Linked DNA regions of Mus musculus: regions 1 and 2 are each linked to region 3. The links are chromatin contacts, called in public HiChIP or PLAC-seq maps. All regions are on one chromosome and are shown on one strand. The core of a region is the stretch at or near the end of the contact, and the rest is flanking DNA. Distances in the headings are between cores, read along the strand shown.

Region 1 (3,616 bases), core at 998-3,497, 370 kb before region 3:
TCTGAAGCATGGTGAATTTTCTTTTCCTCTGGTGTCTCCTAGCCTGTCTGTGGAAATCTGGAAGCCCTGCATCTTCCTCCCAGCCATTGGCTGCTAACATCTTGCTTCATCAAGCAAGAACCAATTGGGGAACAGGACCTTCAGCTCTCATGCGCAGATTCCCGATCAAAGCATCAGAATGACTCCCTACAGTTACTGAACAATTTTAAGCCAGACTTGTGGTAGAAGAAGGATAGGTCGCTTGAATGTCTAAATATATTTACCGCTTTGTGGACAAATCCCATGACAAGATATGTGTGTGCAGTTGCTCCTGGTAAGGTGCACTGGCTCTTGTAGTTTGAATGTGAATGTATCCTGCAGGTTCTGTGGTTGAATAATTGGGTCTTCGTCTTGTGGTGCCATTTGAGAAAGTTAGAACTTTTAGGCAGTGGAACCCTGCCCAGAAGGAGGAAGTGCGTCAATATAGGTGGGGCTTGGAGCGTTTAAAGCTTGTTCCCACTTCCTCATTGCTTTCTGTTGCTGGATTGACGATGCAATGTGAGCCAATGGCCTTGATCTAGTTGCCAGGCCATGATGGACTAGTGTCTACCCTGGAACATATAAGGCATAGAAAACCCATTCTCTTTTAAATTACCTGTGCGAGGGCATTTTGCCACAATAACAGAAATGAGACTTTACAAAGAAAGCTTTTGCAGGTTGAAAACGTTGTAAGCAAAATCAAGGAAGAATTTCTGTAGCCATATATTTAAACTTGTCCATAGTTATAAGCAGAAGCTGATTTTCTTAAAGGTTCCATTGGAAGAAAGGATTCTTAAGCAGCATGCTGTCCCAATTCCAAATGGCTGGAGGTGCTGCTTAGGAGCTCAGGGTGATGTCACCTTCAGTGTGCTTGCTTCCGTGGTGTGGGCCAGGCTGATGAAAGAGTTTCCCTAGAGGTGCTGAGCCTTGCTGCTGCTTCTGAGTGATGTGAGAGTTGTTGCCATGGGGATTAGAAAGCTCCTAAGGGGCCTGGACTTTGAAAGTTCTTCTAAGTTTAGAGACAGTAAAGAAGTGGAAATACTGAAATTTAAAATTAAATAGTTAAGCACACTGCAATATATGCTTAATGATAACATATATTTAAATTAAACATAATCAAAACAAATACTTTAAATTACAAATCAAACCTTCCCAGATCATTAAAGCTGCCTATTTTTTACAGGCAACTGAAACCTATATTTAAGAGCTTCCATTTTCTTCAAATATTAATTGAATTTTCTTTCAAAGCTACGGATGGAACCCAGGGTCTCAGTCACGTATGTAGTCAAGAACTTTACTATGGAACTTGAACCCCAAAGAATTAATTTTAAGGCAAATATTACTTCTGATAAGGCCAATATTTCTGGCTCAGAAGTTAAGAGGACTAGCTGCTCTTTCATGAGGACCAGAGCTTAGATCCCTGCACCCATGTTAAGAAGATTACAGACACATATAACCACAGCTCAGAGGGATCTAATGTACTCTGTGCCTTCTGTGGGCACCTTCATACACATGTGCTCACACACTTGCCCAGACACATGCACACTATATAAAGAAAATTAAATTAAAATCAAGAAGCAGTAGTATATCTCTTTTGACATGATTATCAACAGGGAAGGAGCTAGTTCCATCTCCAGGTTCAGAGTGTGATGCAGTCAGTCCTGGGCCCTTCATTCTCAGCTTGTTAATGCCCTCTGAAATAGAAAATTGATTTTTTTTTTTTTATTAAAAACCAGAGAAGTGATGTCAGGGTCTGAATTCATTCCAGTCAAGTCTATTTAGAGCAGTGGTTCTCAACCTTCTTAATGTTGCAAACTTTTAATACAGTTCCTCATGCTTTAGTGACCCCCCCCCCTTAATCATAAAATTATTTTGTTGCTACTTTATAACTGTGATTTTGCTACGGTTATGAATTTTAATGCAAATCTTGGTTGTCTTTGATGGTGTTAGGCGACCCCTGTGAAAGGGTCGAGACCCACAGGTTGAGAACCACTGATTTAGAGCCTTCTTTGTTTTTGTTTTTCTAATCTAGGAAACCTGAAAGAACAGAGGTCCACTGTCAGCATTTGCACAGGAGGAAGTATTTCGAAGCCCCCATCACCTCGTCTGGCCTTATAGACCTGCTGATGAGGAAGGCCTTCTGCTCCCCTCCCCCAACCCTCTCCTCTTTCCATCTCTTGCCTAAAGGCTGCTCCGTTTGGGGGACTGTGCCCAAGGTGCTGCATGGTCGACCGACCGACCCCAGAGAAAGGCAGGCATCATCATCTCAGCTGCTCCCTCTGCTCTAAGGACCGGGGACTAGGAACATTCTGGCAAGAGAAGGGAGGGGGGGCCAAGCTTGGAGTCACACATGGCTGCATTTCGTATGGCAAGGCTTTCTTGTTTGTGCTTTCTTCCTATGGAAAAAAAAAAGGCTCTGGAAGGGGCCTGGGGAGCCAGATCAAATGTTCAAATGTACTGGCAGGGAGCCAAGGCTCAACTTCTCTGCCAGGAACTCCACGTTCTCAAGTCTTCACTGCTGTTGAAACTGATCGGGAAGGTTAATGAGATTAATATGGCCAAACACTGTGGGCTTCTGGGAAGCAAACAGCCAGGTAGGGAGGCCCAGTGTTGGACCAAGGTGGCTGGAAATAAGGTATACAACCCACTCCTAGAAAAGCTTGAGTGTTTTTACCGGACAATCCCTGTGCCGGGGCTGGCGAGGGAAGCGCACAGAACTCTACGTCATTGCTGAGGGTGAGTGAGTGACCTGGTCGGTTTTCATCTCACCAGCTCTGCCTAGCACTTGCCACCTATGTAGTTCCCCTAGTGACTTTTTTTTTTTTTTTTGCAAAAGAGTTTGAGTGTTTCATGAAAAATGGTGAAATAACACAGCCATGGGGGGGGGGGGAATCCAACTGGGCATGGGACAGAAAGTTGAAATGTCTCTATTGCGGGGACATGCCTTGAATAGATTTTTGAGCAAAGAGGAGAAGAGAGTTTTCTCTCTCTCTCTCTCTCTCTCTCTCTCTCTCTCTCTCTCTCTCTCTCCCTCTCTCTCTCTCTGTATTTATGAATATTTAAAAATGATATATAAGTGGAAGGACATGAAGGAAGAAGAAGTTTGGGTAAATCTATAAAACCGCCACAATTTATGAAGAGTTTAAAAGGCAATTTCTTTTAAAGGGGCAAATTCCTAATTTCCCACATAAAAGTATGGGAATTGAATGGTAAATCCTTCTCCACCGACAAGCCCTCTGAAAGAGGCATGAAAAAGAGTTACTGTTCCCGTCCATTCATGCCTCCTGAAAGCCATGGATGTGACACTCACTGCCCCGGAGCACGCAGCCTGTGGTTTCAAAGCTGCCGGGTGACTTCTCAGAAATGATCTATTGTGGCGCTTTGTTTCGTCCGGGTCACCCTCGTTTTGTTCTGCGAGGGCTGTGTTACTCTTCTGCCATTAATCCACCCTGTCTTCTCTTCTCTATTCAGAGGCACATTTCACTCCTCATCGTGCCCAGAGCGGGGATGAAGTGTCTGAGAAAGGCCTAGTGCTCTGCATGGCAGAGAGGGAGAGAGAGAGGGAGAGAGAGAGAGAGAGAGAGAGAGAGAGAGAGAG
Region 2 (3,311 bases), core at 17-2,516, 340 kb after region 3:
TGGGAAAGTCTGGCCAACACTTCTCTTCTGCTCCATTTTCTCCTCCCCCCACTGATGAACTTCTTTGAAAACCACAAAGCTTAGGATCATCGTGTTTTCCCACCTAGAAGAAAATACACAAGAATAATTCAATTGCTCATGCACAAGAAGTTTAAACCTATTAAGAATTCTGTTGAACAGTCTCATAAAGGCTCATTGAGTCACAAATATAAAGCCAATAGTCTCTCTCTCTCTCTCTCTCTCTCTCTCTCTCTCTCTCTGTGTGTGTGTGTGTGTGTGTGTGTGTGTGTATGTGTGTGCGTGTGTGTGTGTCGTTATTGTAGAGATATGCTGTAGAATACAAATTGTGAAAGGAAATTAGTCAGTAGCAAGTGCCTGATGGTGAATGTCTCCTGTCTGTTTTATACTCATGTGTTTAAAGCAGTAACTTTTGTAAATTCCATTCCTTAGCTAGTCTCCCTCCTTCCCTGGTCTAGCTGTACACACAGACAGCACCTGAGCCCTGTCAGGCAACAGAGAACACCACACAGTTATTGCAATGGCTTTTTGACCACAGTGCCCTTCACAATTTTAAATGAAATTTGGAAGCCAGAAATACAGCCTGACTTCAAACTTTTGTCCACCAAGGCTTTTAGTACTGTTACGGCTTCCAGAAAGGTTTCTTGAGAATCATTAACTTTTTCGGAGACACGGCTTTTCCTTCTGTCCATAATGAGCTGCGTAACAGCTTAATGCAATGTTACTCTTAATTATCAAGGCCCTGTCTTTTAAATATCAGATTCCCCTCTCTGAACTGTCCTGCTCTCTCCTCAGAGGCTCATCTGTCACTGTAAATGCCATTACTGTATTCCTACTTCAGACGCAGGCTCACTCTTATCCCAAGCCTTATCTCTGTTTCCGTCCCCCTATTGGACCACAAAGATCCCTTTTGCAGAGCTTACAGCTGTATCCGCTTTCTACACGTGGCACATGATTGCTTCGGTAAAGGTATTTTCTGTTTCAATCTTGCATTTTCCCAAGGGGGAACAAAGGGGACAGGCTTTCTGGAGTTGGTTTCACTGAGAAAATTGTTTAGAATTGCCTCATTCCTCAGCAGATTAACGGATGCATACAATCCCAGCTTAAGTGCTATTGTACGGCACAATTTCTTCATTATACTTTGTCCTTTCCATTTAGAAAACCCCTCACCAATTAAAGTAATACAGCCTTCCAATACCTGCTCCCAATTAAACCTGAGCTGTACTGCCTGCCCCGATGCAGCTGGTCACAGGTTCTTACCACGTACCCGCATTCATTAGGCCTGTTCATTATCAGGGGATAGTGGCAGGAATTCAAGGCACTGCCTTCCTTTTTAGGACAACACCAAAATTATCAGCTTTCTACCCAAGGTCCCAATAAGGACAGGATTAAGTGTAAGGGGAAGGGATTCAGACAGTAGCAAACTGCCATTGTCCCTGGCCTCTCAGGTTCCCTCTATCTAAATGCATCAAAAGGATACAGTGCAGGTACAAAAGAATTCCCCTCTTAATTAAAGGATTACTTTCTCCCTCAGAGTATACCCCAGCTTTATGGCCGGCCCTCCTTCCTCAAGCTCTTTCTCCTAGAGCAAAGGAAGAAGGGCGACAGGAGAACTGAAAGTGACCAGGAAGTCCACTCCCTGAAGCTGTGGCACTTAAGACGGGGCTTTCGAGCTTCAGGCTAGGCTCCACTTTTTGGGGAAAAGGTTATTTTTTCTATCCACAGCTTTAAAAGTCTCTGAGACCTATATCTGGGTCCTTTCAGCGAAATCTTGCTAGTGTATGCAATGGTGTCAGCATTTGGAAGCTGATTATGGGATGGATCCCTGCATATGGCAATCACTAGATGGTCCATCCTTTCGTCACAGCTCCAAATTTTGTCTCTGTAATCGGCCATCACTGCAAAGAGAGGCCCATTGGACTTGCAAACTTTATATGCCCCAGTACAGGTGAACGCCAGGGCCAAAAAGGGGGAGTGGGTGGGTAGGGGAGTGGGGGGGGGTGGGTAGGGGGGACCTTTGGGATAGCATTGAAAATGTAAACGAGGAAAATACCTAAAAAAAAAAGTCTCTGAGAAAGGAGTGAGGTGTGGGTAGGCAGACTATCAACTGGGACTTAAGTACTAATGGGGCATAGTGACATCCGTGGGTGTTCCTGGATAAATTTCAGCCTGCCTGTGACCACATACAAGTGTGGGTGCACCACCACATTCTTGTACTTTCATAGTGAAGAAAGCATAGTGGTTATTCCTAGGGAATGACTCAGATTTTTCTCTCATGGTTCTTGAGCAGAGAAGGGCAGGGGGAGCAAAAGCAGGTGGGGAGAGGCGTGCCACAGACTAGAAAAGAGAAGCCTCTTCAAACGCACTCCAGAGAAAATTCAGGAGACAAAGAAGCGCAGTCAGCCTGCCAGGGTAGCCTCCATGAGACAATAAGCAACACAGAAAGCCTGTAGGTCCCACAAGCAGAGCTCCCAGAATTCAAAGACAGAGTCTGAAAACTCCCTCAGTCTCTAGGCATTCTGGGGGCAGCAGAGCATCTTAGACATCTCCTAGGTCGTTTGTCTAGAATCTAAGTAGCCTCTGCCTGTGCCTGACAGGGGGTACTAAAATGTCCTCTCCAAATGCTGGAATGGTATCTTCTAGCATTCTTGAACAATCACTTACCTTTGGGCATTGAAATTTTAAAAAGGGACCAGTACCCTCTAGGACTTTGTGTCTAGAAACATTGACTGTGGAGAAGCCACAGACTGCTCTGCAGAGAAGAGAGATGAACTGCTGGGTGCTGGGTGCTGGGTGCTGGGTGCTGGGTGCTGGGTGCTGAGTGCTGAGTGCAAACTGGCTCTCAGAAACTTTAATGGATCCTTATTGTATACATACGAATCTTATCAATGAACAGCACCATATGCATATACAAGGCTTTTTCTTCCTGGGGGGGGGGGTTGTATATTAGTGTTTTCCTCTCAATTAACTTCTAGGCAATTTTCCCAGCTAAATGCATAACATCATTGGCAAGATGCCAAACAAAACCTTAAGACCCAACACTAAATTCTGCACTTATACAGGCGGCTTAGATTTTCATGCGGCGAACTGGAAGCATGCCAAACACTTCCACTGTAAACCCAGCAGTGGGAAAGATATATATATATATGTATTTTATCAAGAAATTCTACTTTAGATTTCCAAGACCACTTGAAAATGGTACTATTTTAATGTGCCTTTTAGACAAAATAAAAGAAAGATTTAACCTGCTATTAAATTAACCCAATTAGCTATTTATTCCATGTAACCTTACA
Region 3 (3,307 bases), core at 685-3,184:
TAAGATTTATCAACTTTTATCCTCAGTATGATCTTGCTGACTCTCATTAAATAAATAATCCAGTCTCTTTTCATATTCATATGTATGTGCACATTATTTCTAAATATTTATAAACTTACGCATACTCAAAATATAAACATTTGTGCCTCCATGTCTTATATTTTATATTTTAAATATATCTATTTAAATTCTGCTTTTTCAAGAGGGCATTCTTGCTTAATAGTTGTTAATTTAAAGAAAAGTCATATAGCTTAAATAAGTGGCCTTTTAGAAACAAAACCAAACTTGTACATTTTTGTGAACAGTGACAAAGTAACCATGTAGCTTTTGTAGTCAGGCCATAGCAAAAAGACACACATCAGCGTTAGGCACCACCCATCTCTTGAGTCAAACCTTCAAGGCCTAGCATCTCCAAGTTCTTCATATATGGTGATGACTACACTAAGCAACACAATGGCTTCATATTCCTGTTACTCTTTCTCCAACATCTTCAACTTACACTTTGTTATTCCATTTGTTTCACGTGGTAACATAGGTAACATAGTAGCAGAGCCTCACTGCAAACTACTGTGCTGTGGGTGCGTCTCCTCCACACCCAAGACTCCTGCTCAGCAGAAGCCGGAAGCAAGCCTGGAGGTGCCACGGCATAAACACGATGTGCTACAGGGCAAAGAGCTCACCTCTGAATGTCAATAACTTATCAAGTAGAGGCAGAAGGCCCTTGGCTGGGACACTGCACTATTTGGGCTTTCTAAAAGTGAATTCCGACTCTGTACAAAGTTATATGACATGACCTATTTTGTGTTTGCTTTGGGTAAGGGGGTGAGGTCCCCGTGAAGCTAGTTGATATTTTCACTCACTCTCCCATCTCCTAGGTGGAACTACTTGTGCAGAACTCCTGAGTCACAATGAAGTTACTCCCTGGACTCCTCTTAAGCAATTTATTTTTCACTTACTCTGTATCCATTTTAACCAGTCTGCTATAATCTAATTTAGATTAATGTAAACCAGGGAGAAACACATCTTTCCCTCACAGCACCTTATGAATTGGTCAAGGGCAGTGACAGTCCCAAGGAGACCTTCGGACTTGAAAACTGAGTTCCCAGGAAGGCCATCCCCCTGGCACTCAGCCACTGTGTGAAAAGCTTCTGAGAACATCACAGCAGGTTGTCCCTTGATCGCCAATCCGCTCTCTGAAAGGTGGGACAAATCTAAGAAGAGCTTTGACACAATTGGCCTCTCCTGAGATGACACCAAGTGAAGGTCATTGTTCAAAAGAGACCATATTGAGCTGGGGACACAGGCAAACGCCACAATGCATTTGAGGACACACGAACACACACACACACACCACACACACCAAACAATCCAGTCCCCTTGGAAGATATTCTCTATTTTATTGTCTCCCTCTTCCTCTAAAATGGGCGATTTCTTTTCTGCCAAGGAGACTCCAAAGGGCCATGAATGCTAAAGTCCTTCAAAGCTGTTAAATGCATCTTCAAATTTACAATAAAATCCAGCATGACAAATTCTCCAGTAAAATCTCTGGAGCGTCAGCACAGCGCTTACACCATTTCCCTTTCATTCAGTATTTTAGCATTCAACACCTTGAGAACCATGGAAGACCAATGTGAAGAAGAAGAAGAAGAAAACCCACAGAAACAAAAACAAAAACAAAAAAAAAAAAAAAAAAAAAAAACAAGAACAGAAAATAGAGGCAGAGAAAACAAAACAAAAGAAAACAAAAACAAAAACCAAAGCTTAACAATAACAAAGACAGTGGAGGGGGTGGGGTGGGGGGGGATGCAAACAGCCACAGGAGCGATTAAACATATGCCAAAGTCAACAACTGGTGCGGGTTAGCCACCGCTCTGCCCGGCAGGTAGAAGGCACACAGTGCTGAGAGAAAAAGGGGAGCAGGAAGTGGGAGAGCTTCGAGCCAGGAGCAGAGGCGATCCTGAGCTTCCAGACACACCACCAGCCATGCAAAACGCCACATACCTTTCTGGCTTGCTGGTTCTGTCGGCCGAGACAAAGCAGTCCCGTTCGCAGCGGGAGGCCAAATCAAAATGAAATTTTATTTAGTCTGCACTGTCCCCAGATTGGGTTTCAGAATGACTGCTTTAGGAGATAGCATGGATGTGGCCGATGCATGCTTTGCATATGAAACTGCAGTAGGAAAAGAAATCTACATAATCAAAAAAATCTGTGCTCTCTGTGTGTGTGACAAAAAAACACTGGACTACAATGATTTCGCTGCTGTGTAGGCTTCAGGCAGGTCCTTTCAAGGTGAAAAACACGTTCAAAAATCCTTAAGAGATATTACAGATATGTATTAATAAATCTATATTCCTTTAGTTTAGGAGGGTATGCAGTTTCCTGCATGTAACTGTACCACAGAAATAATTGATTTCTGTGTATTAGTGAGCACACCAAAATTTGTATATGAAAAAAAGAAATTGAATTTTCAAACATGTGCAGATTATTTTGAGGGGGGTGGAGGGCTTGTCCTGACAATTAGTGTACCCTCTGAGCCTTGATAAAATAAATTAAAAGCTTAAGTTCTAAACAGCACTAAGAGCCTCTTTGATTTTTCCCTGGGAAGGCACTTAAATAATTCATATTCAGAGACTATCTGTAAATATGAGAAGAAAGTCTTCTTTTTTTTAAAAAAAGAGCTTTAGATGTTGGCAATAATATCTTTAAATTAAGTAAAAAGACTCAGCTGTATAGAGAAAACCCATTGTGGGATCCGTGGGCATCTGTTTGTTATGCATGCACACTTGCTGTGTGTGTGCACACTGTGTCTAACGAAGGGTCACCGCCTGCCTTGGCCAGGAAGAGGTCCTGTGAAGTGGGAAGGCAGAATAGGGAGAGTGGGACTTGTTAGTAAATAGGCATCATTTAAAAAAAAAAAAAAACTTATTATACTATACTTTCATTTTGATATTCAGTTCCTAGAGTTTGGGTGCTGTTCAATTGTTTTCTTGAAAGAAAAAATTAAAAGCAATTTTGAAAGAAAAAATATCTAGCTGTATAAAATAAAAGCAAAATATTAAAAATTTGAGACAGCCCTGAAAACCATGAATGGTCACTCTTGTATGTTATAACGGTCCCAGGGTCCTGAAGAGTATGTTATGTGTCCTTCATCTCTGAGGGAGCTTCCAAGCCAGGACCCACAGCTGCACAGAGACTTAGCTCCACAGTGAGATACAAATGCCTTAAACAATGTGCTTTCCCCATGCCCTGGCAGCAGCCACTAGCAGAGGAAGTGGAGAGACCCACACTCCTTACTGAAACAGCCCAG

What was found. HiChIP or PLAC-seq counts read pairs in DNA pulled down with a chosen protein or histone mark.
Region 1: an H3K4me3 HiChIP or PLAC-seq map of embryonic forebrain shows a contact between it and region 3, with 3 times the contacts expected there. The contact joins two enhancer-like sites. A contact is called at or near these places in 1 of 484 Hi-C or Micro-C datasets (brain), 5 of 115 datasets of contacts at active chromatin or transcription factors (embryonic basal ganglia, embryonic forebrain, embryonic hindbrain and 2 more) and 1 of 9 other capture datasets (embryonic tail).
Region 2: an H3K4me3 HiChIP or PLAC-seq map of embryonic forebrain shows a contact between it and region 3, with 5 times the contacts expected there. The contact joins two enhancer-like sites. A contact is called at or near these places in 3 of 115 datasets of contacts at active chromatin or transcription factors (embryonic basal ganglia, embryonic forebrain and forebrain).

What each region holds. Positions count from the first base shown.
Region 1 is chr1:42,628,787-42,632,402 of GRCm38.p6, reverse strand. It overlaps Gm30248 (a long non-coding RNA gene), which reads left to right. Exons shown (of 3, transcript XR_373380.2): 2 at 2,051-2,754. Among named protein-coding and RNA genes, the nearest start is that of Gm30248, 9.1 kb to the left of the region's middle. Within about 2 kb of position 2,247, at least 32 of the 459 cell types and tissues checked have an H3K27ac peak or open chromatin away from gene starts, as enhancers often do. A contact at or near this core is called in embryonic forebrain, where this site is marked.
Region 2 is chr1:41,916,701-41,920,011 of GRCm38.p6, reverse strand. Gm29260 (a long non-coding RNA gene) reads right to left here. Exons shown (of 6, transcript XR_373362.3): 5 at 1-103. Among named protein-coding and RNA genes, the nearest start is that of Gm29260, 180 kb to the right of the region's middle. Within about 2 kb of position 1,266, at least 10 of the 459 cell types and tissues checked have an H3K27ac peak or open chromatin away from gene starts, as enhancers often do. A contact at or near this core is called in embryonic forebrain, where this site is marked.
Region 3 is chr1:42,260,693-42,263,999 of GRCm38.p6, reverse strand. Gm28175 (a long non-coding RNA gene) reads right to left here. Exons shown (of 4, transcript XR_865384.2): 3 at 2,002-2,847. Among named protein-coding and RNA genes, the nearest start is that of Gm28175, 4.5 kb to the right of the region's middle. Within about 2 kb of position 1,934, at least 30 of the 459 cell types and tissues checked have an H3K27ac peak or open chromatin away from gene starts, as enhancers often do. A contact at or near this core is called in embryonic forebrain, where this site is marked.